Regions from separate parts of the Mus musculus genome. Here region 2 is linked to region 1. The links are chromatin contacts, called in public promoter capture Hi-C maps. All regions are on one chromosome and are shown on one strand. Each heading gives the region's core, a stretch centred on a gene start, on an enhancer-like site or on the middle of the called end of the contact. The rest is flanking DNA. Distances are from core to core; before and after follow the strand shown. Region 1 holds the start of Zic5 (zinc finger protein of the cerebellum 5). Region 2 overlaps Pcca (propionyl-Coenzyme A carboxylase, alpha polypeptide).

Region 1 (5,899 bases), core at 186-2,685:
CTCCCGCTTGATTGGCTGCCGCATGTAGCGCAGGAAGGCCCCGGCCGCCCCCGGGAGGTGGGGGTGGTGCGGGTGCGGCGCGGGCGCCGGCGGTGGCGCCGGGGGCGGCGCGTGGTGTTGCAGGTGGGGCCCGGGCCCCGCGGCCGCTGCGGCCGCCGCTGCCGCAGCCAGGTTCAGGTTTAAGTTCACGGCTCCGTAGCCGTGCAGGGCGGCGGCCGCGGCGGCCGCCACCGCCCCATAGTGCGCGTCCCCTGAGCGCGGAGCGAAGGGTGGTTCGGCGCGGCCGTAAAGCTCGGCCGCAGCCGCCGCGGCGGCCGCCAGCCCAAGGCGCATCTGGCCGTTTAGCGGGTGGCCACCGGGAGCCCCGGGAGAGTCGTGCAGCGCGGGAAAGAGCGCGGAGCCGCCGCCGTCCCGGCCCGCGTAGGTGCCGCTGGCCGAGATGAACATCCCGGCCGGGTGGGGAGGTGGGGTCGGGTGCTGGGGGGAGCTGCTGCCGGACCGCTGCTCCCCTCCGAGCGGGGCCCCGTGCATGGCCGCCGCGGGGGCCGTGGCGGAAAGGTCCCTCCGGAGGACGAAGTCCCTGCTGTGGCCTTTGCCGCTGCTGCTGCCGCCGCCACTGTTGGTGGCAGTGTAGCCCGAGAGGGCAGGAGGAGGAGGAGGCGGGGGAGGGGGAGAGGAGGACTGGGAGGGAGGAAGAGGAGGGGCTGGAGGCGGGGGCGCCGAGGCCTGCGCGCCACTGCTGCCCCCGCCGTCGGGGTGGGTGCGGGCGCCTGGGTGAGTCCCTGAGGCCACGGAGCGGGCGGCTGGTGCGGGAACCTGGGACAGCCCGGGGAGCCCCTGGGAAGGAGGACAGGGGCCCTGCCCGCTGGCCTGTGCCATGTGCTCGGGTCCGAGCGCAGTGCTGGCTACGCCGGGGTCAGTGCCTAGGTCCCGCGGGTGGAGGTGCATGGCGACCGCGCGGCGTTGGGAGTGGGCGGGCGGGCCGACCAGCACCGGGAAGCCTGTCATATTCTGAAGCTGTTGGGCCTGAGCCGTTGCCAAATCCGCTAATCTCAGCGCTGGCGGGTTCCTCTTGCTCAAAGGGGGCTCCATCATAACTATACAATCAGGCCCATGGACCCTCACTGGGGGGACTTTTTCCCCCTCTGCCCGCCTTCAAAAACATGTATATATTAGGGGCTCTTTAACTTCTTGTGTCCGGGCCTCCTAGCTGCTTATTCTTGTCCCCACTCTATCCTCCAGCGATTGGCAGAGTGAACACCACATTTGAGCTGCACAGTGGGACCGAGTTTTTGGAAATGGCACGGGTGGGATTGGAGGGAGCCGTGTGATTGGCAGCTGCCTCGGCTGCGCGATTGGCTCTGGTTCAGGCTCTGGGCCCAGCGGGAAACCGCCCCCGTGTACCACACCGCCTGTGCTTTCACTTCGTGCCCCCTCTTCCCCTGGAGCTCTGCATCCCGGCTTCCCCTGAGATGCCTAAGTTTCCCTTGCAGAAAGTTTGCACTTGGCCGCCGGGCTCAGTCCCCTTCGAATGCCAGTCTCCGGGTCGACCTGCCTGGCGCAGAGCGTCTGCTAGCTCCGTGCCAAAGTGGACGGGAATGAGAGAGGTCATGGGACCTCCCCACCAGGGGTAAAGCGAGGGGGCAGGGGTTGGGGGGGGGGGTGGTGGAAGAAGATGAAGAACTCACTTGAACTCTTTCTACTTCTTCTCTTGGATAATCTCTGGATGCATCTGCACTGAATGACCATCGCATTTGTAGCGGTGCCAAAAACTTATCAAATGGACTCTGTCTGTCCCTGGGCCCACGTGGAGTGCAGACTGTAGGTGTAATAAGGACAATTATTAAACTATATTGGTCACAAAACAATTTGATGGAGCGCGGCAAACTACCAAAGTCAAAATAATATATAATAAATCTTTCCCCAAAGGAACAGTCTTGCTTAGACTTTTTAGCTCATGGATTCGACATGGTTCAGAGGACCTAACCTCACACTACGAGTGGGTTCTAGATCTGCTACTCCCAATTAGAGCTCACGGAGGAGGAGGTGGGCGGGGTGGGGTGCGGTTCGAACTTTTGCCTCTCAGAGAGATACAGTGTCAGGGAAGGCCCAATGGCTACTCTCCTAAGTGTAAGCCTTTAAATAGGAGATGTCTTTTTAAGCAAAATTCCTCCTTGCCCAGAACGCATGCCACATATGTGCCTCGGTTTCTCTGAAAGGACCACAAGCTAGAATAGACCAAATACAATAGTTAAAAAATAAGTATCTAGTCTTTATTTATTAATAAAATAAACTTCCTCCTTAAACTGAAATGCCATGCTTGAAAATCATTTAAAAACTAGGATCCTATGGCCCAGGTTTTTGAATGCTGTCCCTGAGACCTCATTGATTCGGAATTTCAATCTCCCAAAGTGTCCTCTGTTGTTTAAAAATAAAATATTCTTAATCTTGTGATGTTCTAAAATGCTCAAATTCGAGCAAAAATATTTTTGCTACCTTCAATTAAATTATAAAGTAGCAATAGGAGTCGGATGTGACCCCATACACATCTGGAGGTGGAGTATGGGGTGAGTGGAAGGGGGGGGACAGGAACGCAAGATACCATACTTAAGCTTAATTCATTTGCAGTACGAAAGATCAACCACCCCCAAAGCTGTCATCAGATCATAGTCCTCAAAAGAAATAAGTATTATTTCAAAAGAGTTGATTTGCGAGTGCCATTGACATCGGTGTGAGCCATCTGCAGAAAGTAGTCTCCCTATGAACCTTGGGAATGCCATTTCTCTTATAAAGCTGACAAGCAAACAAAGACAATCATGCCATCACATTCCAAATGCCTTTTTCTTTTATTGTAAGTGAAGTTAAAATCTAGGGAAAATGCAAAGGGCATAAGTAGAAAGACACACACACACACACACACACACACACACACACACACACGCAGTGTCAGTGATCAAATCCACATCTATATTTGGGAAGGAGAATTCTTTGATGATAACTTGTTTGGGAGATTTAAACATCTCGAGCCAGACATAGGAAGGTTGGTGGAGCACAGTACCATCTGCATAGATAGTATATAAAGGGAGTGTCATGTTGGGAATTACTACCACTGTCTTCGTTTCCTTGAAGGACATTTCAAATGATTTTCCTTTATTCCAACCTCTTGGCAATGAACATCCATGTCAGCAGTAATGGCAGTTCTGAGTTCACTCCTGCAGGTTATCAGCAAAAACAAAACAAACCCAAAAAGTGAATAAAGAAAATAAGTGCAACCTAGTTTATAATATAGACCATTTGAGCAATTTTATTGTGCAATAAAATGGGTACCTTCAGCCCCTTCAAAATAGCTTTTTGTCAAAATTATAACTGCTTTGTTTTATTGAATTGCTGAAATGTAATGGCTTAATGGGTGGAGGCATGAAGGAAAGGCTGTAAAAAATGTGAATAATGCTACAGCAGGGCTGTGTGGAATCTGGAACCCGCCTCCTTGTACAACTCTTGTTAAACACAGCATGATATGTATCTGTCATCGATTTAATATGTCTTAATTCAAATATAGCTCCCTAATCAATTTCTTTTTATGGGAGCCTTAAAAAGAAAGAAAAGAAAGAAAGAAATTACTTTCTTAGAAAATAACAGAGATTTGGGTGGGTGACTAGAAAGGGAATATTTACAAAGTGAGTTGAATGAATATTCAAATTCATGACCAAACCCAGACCCTAAAAAGATAATTGACTCAGGTAAATCGACTTGAGATGCTAATTCTTAAAAGAAAGGGCTGGGGAGCAAAATTTCAATCACCACCAATAAGGCGCCAATAAACCGCCTGCCAATTAAACCTGAGAATAGGCCTAGCTACTTGGTCATCAGGAAGGCTCACTGTGGATTTCCGGAATTGCCTTGCTTTATAAAAGGGCTTTTTATTTTGTAGACGCCCTTTTTGTTATTGTGATGACCTGCCTGACCCCAGGTGCGCTGTTTCTTTTTCCAGCTGTTTGGGAGCCAGCCGAAACGCACTTAAATCCCGACTTTCTAAGGACACGATAACTGTCTTAGACACTTCCTAAAAAAACAACAATTTCCAGAGCGTTGAAGTGAATAATGTACTGGTTTCCAAAGCAGGGAGTGATAGATGTATTCATGCAAATTCTGTCCTTTTCTGTGGAACTAGCCTATTCTGATGGTGGAACTGGTCTTTAGGACCACTTTCCCAAACCTGTGCCCTAATCTGCACTTTGTGCTGTAGAGGCCCTTGTATGAAGGCAGAGCAAACCTTGGAAATATCGGTGCTGGAGGCAACAAGAGCTTTGGGGCCCGTGGATTTACAGACCTCACGTTTGCTCTAGGAACCCCAACATCTTTTCAGCTCCCCAAACAAAGACGCGGGGAGGTGGAAGGCACAGACAATCCCCAGTTGGCTAGAACCCGATAGCCACGCTGCTGCTTAGCTTCCTAAAGGCCACAGAACTTGGTGCTCGGGGATTCTGAGGCTGGCTTCCCGCTGTCGGGAGGGAGGGCTGTGTCTCCCAGTTCCAGGTGCTGTCCGTGCCTCACTTAACACAGTCAAGTTTCCTACGATGGGTGTGGGCAATTAATAAGCTCTAAGGGAAGTGAATTGGACATTTCCTGGCTTTTGAGCCTTTGTTTGATTGTTTCTCCAAGAGGGCGGGCGGTGGGGGGGGGGGAGACATTTGGGGGACGGGGGTGAACAAGAAAGGAACTGGGGAGACCCACCGAGATGCCTTTTTTATTGCCCTTGCAATTGCTTTACAACTCGCCAGTCCCGCGTGGTTTCTGAGAAGCGGCCTCCTTGCGGAAGGGCTAAGTGCCGGTTGGATTTGTAAAGTCTAAGGCCCTTCAGGTTAAGCCCGAGACGGGTTCAAGGGCGAACGGGGCACACATGGAGGACAGTAGAAACTGGGCGGGAGTGCCCAGGGGTGCTTAAGCCACGCAGGGTGGAAATTGCTGTGAGACACTAGGGATGGTAGTGATAGTCCACCAAGATTTTTCTACAAGCTGGAGCCAGCAAGGCAAACGGACCAGCAAATCTTCGTTTTAGCGGAGCTCTGTCCAGGCAGGAAGAGATGACGACTGTGGGTTCCAGGGATTTTACTACATCACATCCAAGACAGGAAGGTCTGGATGGAGTCAGCAAAGTCTAAAGTCAACTCTTCTGGACACGCTCGCCCCATCCTTTTCCGACAGGGGCCAGATTCTTCACTCTGGCGTCCTCGCGACTGAGATTAATCTGGCACGGGGGCTACGATTGGGCTCAGAGACCTTGGTGCTCAAAATCATCCAGTGGCAACTTGCAGACCTCTGAGCATTTCTCTGAGGATTGCCTCTTTCCCATTCCTCCTGAACTCAGAAACATCAGGGTCTACGGACTCGTGTGGTGCAAGGGGTAGCTAAAAATGTACTTTATGCTAAGGTTTATGATCCCTGTCACACATTCAAGGGTATGATAAGGCTGGGGAGACGAACGTTCCTGAGACCAAAATGCTGGGTTGGGGGTGGAGTGGTGTGTGTGTGTCTTGTTCAAATCCTTTAGATAGTAAAGAACTGGCCCAATCCTATAGCCACTTGACGTTTGCATTGAAAAGCTGTTGGGGGGGGGGGGAGCTTACTTTTACAGTACCAAAGATAAGTTGTGTAAAATATGCCTGTGATCAAATATTCCCATTTGGTTCAAAATTATTTTTACAATTAAAGATAGAGGTTGTTTGAGAAAACCTTTGACCTTCATTTGACCATTCTGATTGGGAATTTCTTGAGAAACACATCGATATATCTCAAAATATACTCAGACGGTCCAAGTAAGAGTCACAAAATGTTTTACATGGCCAAGGTACACAACAGACTAATTTTTTGTTTTTTTAGGTCTGAAATGAACTTTTCT
Region 2 (5,577 bases), core at 731-3,230, 220 kb after region 1:
ATCTGCCGCAGTCCTAGCGATAAACAGGCTCTGGCAATGCGCTGTGGGTATAAAGCTGACTCTGTGGTCAGAGTAGTTCTAGCTTATTGGCACCAGAACTGAGAAGACAGTGTCTTTTTTTCTTAACCAAGTAATCAGCAGCCAAGTTACCAGCAGCCATGTATATGTGAGAGAGGATACAGTGTCACTTTTCTGTGTTCATGGCTGCCTGCAAATTCTTTTCCTTTTTTAAGGTTTTATTTTATTTTTTTATGAACACCAAATTTTATAGAATTTATGCCCAGAAGACTGTGTTTAGTAAAGAAAGGTCGCTCACATCTTTTATGAATGTGGAGTGGCTTTCACTTTAAGACCTTCATGTAGGAACTCGGGGCACATGGGCCCAAGTTGTTGCTTGTGCTGCACATACAGAAATAGATGCTTCCCGGGGTTATTGCAAGCTTCCCCTTAAAACCGTATGAAGGGGAGAGCGGTGTGGTTTTCACTTATTTTCTGATGTCATGTAATAAAGCCATCACCCATTCTCACGTGGATATTCTAGACAAGAGGTTTTACACGTGGTCCCTTGACAATTGCCTAAATTAAAACATTAAAGGCCTCGCAGCCGCTGTGTTGACCTTTTCTGCCTTGCCACAAACAGATGAGCTGCTGCTTATTGGGAAGCCTCCTTCACGAAGGTGTCAGGACCCCGCGCTTCCTTCCCCTCTTCTATCCCACCCCTGAAATGCTGAGCATCGTCCTGCTGCTCTAGAACCTTCCATTAAATTCCTCCATCCTCAATCCCGAAGATAAGCCTGCCAGTCTTAAATATTTTGACTAGCTTCTAAATACTTCAGATTCCAAAACGTAGTCACAATAATTTAATAAGTGCTCTGTCCTTGGCAGATGCTCATTCGAAGTTTTACATGGCTAACCTCTGTGCTGTACTTTGGGTATCAAGCTGGGAGAGGAAAACAAGAGTCAGTGATGCACTAACTAACTCGTTGGCAGGTTAACAGCAACCAGCGGCTTCAAAAGATGTTTTGAACCTGTGCCGGTTCTGCCCAAGATGGAAAAAAGCGCAGAATCCGAACTCTTAATTGGAGCTTGCATCCTCACAGGGCAGAGCCGCGGGGAAAGCTGTGTAAACACGAAGGCCTCTCGGGGCTAACAGTAACAGAAAACAGTGCTCACAGCTGAAGGTCTGGGGAAAATGGCAAAGTGTTGCAGACACAAAAGCCTGTCCCGTTTGTGTGGCTCAGAGGCCATGTGAGGAGGAGGTCTGGGCAGGGCCAACCCAGGGCTCTGAAGGGGCAGGGGCAGGCTGCAGCCAGTTGCAGGTGTGCCCTAGGGTAGGGGTGTATGAAGCCTTCCTCTTCCCAGTTTCTTTTTTTGAGTGAAAGAGCAAAAATTATAAGCTGTACTGCATATTAGAGATCAAAGATCAGCCTCACATTATGTTTCTGGGTTTTCTGTTTTCCAGAGGCAAGGGTGTTGAGACTGAAACTTTACTATCCATTTTCTCCATGAAAAAACAGCTTGTGGTTAAATAAAACAAATCTTCCCAATGTGAAGTTATGCACCTTTTCTTTACTTCTTCCCAGGTCCGAGTTGACAGTGGCATCCAACCAGGAAGTGACATCAGCATCTATTATGATCCTATGATTTCAAAGGTTAGTTCCATTTGTAGAACAGTACGCATATTCAATTAATGAATTCAAAATTGAGCCTCGCTCCCTCCCTTCCTCTTTCCCTCCCTTCCTCTTTCCCTCTCTCCCTCCCTCTTTCCCTTCGTCCCTCTTTCCCTTCCTTCCCTCCCTCCCTCCCTGACTTCCTTCCTTCCTGACTTCCTTCCTTTAATTCACTACATCCTGATCACAGCCCTTTTCTTAACAATGAACTCTAATTAAACAAACCAGTGAGCAGTACGTGTGTCAGGTGCTGTGGAGAAACTGGTCCTGTATTGGTTAAGAGTACTTTTGCTCTTTGAAGGTTTTCCAATCTACAACTTGAGTGGATTTGACTTTTGTTGTTTACACTATGGCTGGAGCCTAGAGCCGGGTGTATCTCAGGCAGGCACCATACCACTGAGCCACCACTCAACCCAGCTAACTTTTATAGAAAAGTACAATAGGATTTGGCCCATGTGTCTTTTTAAACTTTGCAGATTAAAGTTGAAAATCACGAGTCTCTAAAATACTAAGATCTCATAAATAGTAAAATGTTGCAATTTGAAAATGCTTTGTCTCTGAAATAGTAGCTTTGCCTCAAAGACCGATTAACTTCAAGTTTTCTTTTAGTTTTGTGCTGGAGATGAAACAGGAATCCTGCAAGTTTGTGCAAGGTTCTGCTGTGGCCCACGTTTCTAGTGCCCTGAGTGCTCTCTTATGTAGCTATAGCTGCCGAAACAAGCCATTTTAATCTTTGTAGTTTTCTTTTTTCACTGTTTTTAACCATTAATATTTTTTAAATAAACCTTAGATGTTTTGCTTATTACAGAAACACATATAAAAGTAGAAATACATAAAATATTACAAATTGATTTTCAAATGAACTGTTTCTTTTTTAGATGAATGTATGTTTGTCTAGAAAAATGGCCTATAAATTTTCTAGCTGGCTCATATGTGTAAAGTTTATTTAATTTTTTTTTTTTGAGATGCTGTCTCACTATGTAGTTGGTAGACCTGGAACTTGCTTTGTAGACCAGGCTGGTCTCAGATTCACAGATATCTGTTTCCTTCTACCTCCCAAGTGCTAGCTTTAAAGGTGTGTACCACCATGTGGCAAATTGGTTTTATAAGAACTTGTAAATTTACTAGAATTACAACCTACTACTTAATAATATGCATCAGAAAAACCTTTAATGTATATTGTCAATGTCTTTTGAATTCATAGAGACTACATATAACAGGAAACTACAGACAAAGTCTTCTTTTTTTTTAACCAGCACCTTTAGTTTTTGTGTTATGTTCTGGTTGACCCAGTAATTTTTAAGGACAGTCTAACTTATTCTTTCACTTTCTTACTGGCTCTTTTGCAACTTAGAAAAGTTTTAGCTGTTTAGGAGATCAAACTTGGAAGCAGAGAAAACCAGGGAAATTAGCAACTTTGTCCTTAGACCCCACACTGTGCCATATGCTGACATGCTGTACCATACATGGGTTTTCTGTGCTACGTGCTAGAATACTGTTACATGCTGGTGTGCTGTGTCATGTGCTGGTGTGCTGTGTCATGTGCTGGTGTGCTGTGTCATGTGCTGATGTGCTGTGTCATGTGCTGGTGTGCTGTGTCATGTGCTGATGTGCTGTGTCATGTGCTGGTGTGCTGTGCCATGTGTTGGCATGCTGTGGCAGTTCCTCAGGCTCTGCTGTCTACTCTCCTTAATCTTTCTGCTGTGCTTGTTTACACAACATGTTTGTTTGTTATCAAGTGAAGAACTTGTTTGATTTGTTCTCAAGTGTTTCTCTACTGTGACAATGACATGTATGAGGAATGTCTGAGATCGGTTGGTTCTCACTTGTTTATTCAAAGGAATCTTACTTGACTTATTTTATATTAAAAAATTGGACCACTATGAAAATCAAAAAGACACATTGGGGAATGTGATAGGAAGTATTAAACTTACTAGGCCTGGTTACTCGGGTATGTGGCTAGCTTACAGACCATTCTGTTTGTTTGCTTGTAGCTAGTCACATATGGGTCTGACAGAGCAGAAGCCCTGAAGAGGATGGAAGACGCACTGGACAATTATGTGATCCGGGGTAAGACTGCACACTTGCCTTTTTGTTGCTGTGTATGTTGTCCAGGTCTAGAGAGCAGCTTGAAGGCTTTGTTGTTAAGGAACTTCACAAAAGAGTTGCTTACCATGATTAAAGAAAAATGAGAAAATGTGTGACTAGATTAAACACTGGGCACAGGTGTTTAACCCTCTACAGACTGACCCATGGCATCTTGCAATTCTGCAATATACATGATATGAGGGACTATGAAGAACCATTGTCCCACACTGGGAAAATGAGTCTGTTATGTCGCTGACTATGAGTTTTGGGGTTGGAAGGTAGCACACTTACAGATGTGTGAAAATGGACCCTGGCCTTACCGCTGATGACTTTGAGGTCTGGAAACATCTACTGGCTCTGCTCAGAGAAGGCAGTAGATGGTTTGTGAGTACAGCTGTCTTCCAAGGGCCTGTCCCCAGGTGCTCATACAAGCCCTCTGAGTGCAATGGTGACCAAATCAGAAGCTACTCTTGCACTGGAGTCTGCAACGTGTGTATTCTCACCCACTTTGAGGAGTAAATTATATACTAAATGTAAGTACCAACTTTGCTATCAGATTCAGCTGTATATTATAATTTTGAATGGCCAGTGTGTATGTGTGGGGGGCTCTAAGAACATCCTCTAGGCAAGCCTGGATGCTGGGTTGTTTTGGGCTCTGCTCTTCCAGAGGACTGCAGTTTGGTTCTACCATCCACATTGGTTGGCTCACAACTACCATAACTCTAGCTCTGAGGGATCTGATGTCCTCTTCTTGCCTCTGTGGGCACACACACACACAGTTGTACATATAGATACACAAACAAAGATACAGGATTAGCAGGAGGTGCAGGTGTGGTGGGGGACAGGAAACAAGTGCATGGAGTGGCTCTGGAGGTGACAGTTTTTGAATATTGGACTAATCAGTGTTTGGGGTTGCACACTTAAGATGGATTCCTAACAATGAATGGGACATATTTCAGATGAGTGACATAATCATGCTGAGGGATGAGGGTGGAGAGAAGTAACCCAAATAACTTAACTGTATATTAACTGTAATACCCCAGACTAAAGAGAAAATATGTCTAAATAAATATTAAACTCTAGTTAGTAGGTTTATTTTTCATAGTTGATGAGTTAGCAGGTCTGAAACCAATTTATGTACATTCTGGAAGTAAGGAAATAAATACAAGTATCGTGGATAATAAGAAACAAGTTTCCCTCTGTCAGAAAGGCAGTAACAGATGTGGGAATGAATGCCTCAGGGTGAAATGAACCCTGTGTGTGGTGTGAGGTTGAATCAGGAGGTATCCATGAGAACTCTTGGGCTTTAACTACTGACTGTGTAAGGGTTGTCTCTGTGTATGTGCATGTGTGTGTTCATGTATACACACATATGCTCATTCTCTAGCTAAGGGTTCTGAATTTTGGCACTATTGACATTTGGAGGCCAGCAATTGTAGGATGATAGTCCTGAGATGTGTGTGCTTGTCCACATGTTTGGCTTCTATTCACTCAGTTTACTAACTGTGTCCAGGCTCCGCTTCAGGAGGAGCATAAGATGAGCCTGAACTGCCTATGTAAGAAAGAAAAGCTGTGCTGAAGAGTGACCTCAGGTCAGGCTTAGTTCACACCTGTTTTCCAAGCACTCACCTGGAGTTCACTGACTTGGTAGACTGAGGCAGGAGGATTGGTGTGACAGTTTTGGCTACAGTGTGACACCTTGTGCAAACCTTAAAACAAACAATGGAAAAGCTCAAGAAAAAATCTGTTAGGAAGATGCAGAATCTGCTTGAAGAGGCTCCCGCTGGTCAAACTGGGAGACTGGAAGACTGAAGCTCAG

The links. Promoter capture Hi-C pulls out the DNA fragments that hold promoters and counts their contacts.
Region 2: a promoter capture Hi-C map of the C10 cell line shows a contact between it and region 1, with 2.4 times the contacts expected there. The contact joins the enhancer-like site here to the promoter of Zic5 in region 1. A contact is called at or near these places in 2 of 39 promoter capture datasets (the 3T3-L1 cell line and the C10 cell line), 2 of 484 Hi-C or Micro-C datasets (the HL-1 cell line and the N1E-115 cell line), 1 of 115 datasets of contacts at active chromatin or transcription factors (embryonic stem cells) and 1 of 9 other capture datasets (adipose tissue).

What each region holds. Positions count from the first base shown.
Region 1 is chr14:122,464,223-122,470,121 of GRCm38.p6, forward strand. Zic5 (zinc finger protein of the cerebellum 5) reads right to left here and starts at 1,436. Exons shown (of 2, transcript NM_022987.3): 1 at 1-1,436. The coding sequence starts at 1,095.
Region 2 is chr14:122,688,516-122,694,092 of GRCm38.p6, forward strand. It overlaps Pcca (propionyl-Coenzyme A carboxylase, alpha polypeptide), which reads left to right. Exons shown (of 24, transcript NM_144844.2): 15 at 1,584-1,652; 16 at 3,665-3,740. Among named protein-coding and RNA genes, the nearest start is that of Gm46489, 58 kb to the right of the region's middle. Within about 2 kb of position 1,981, at least 21 of the 459 cell types and tissues checked have an H3K27ac peak or open chromatin away from gene starts, as enhancers often do.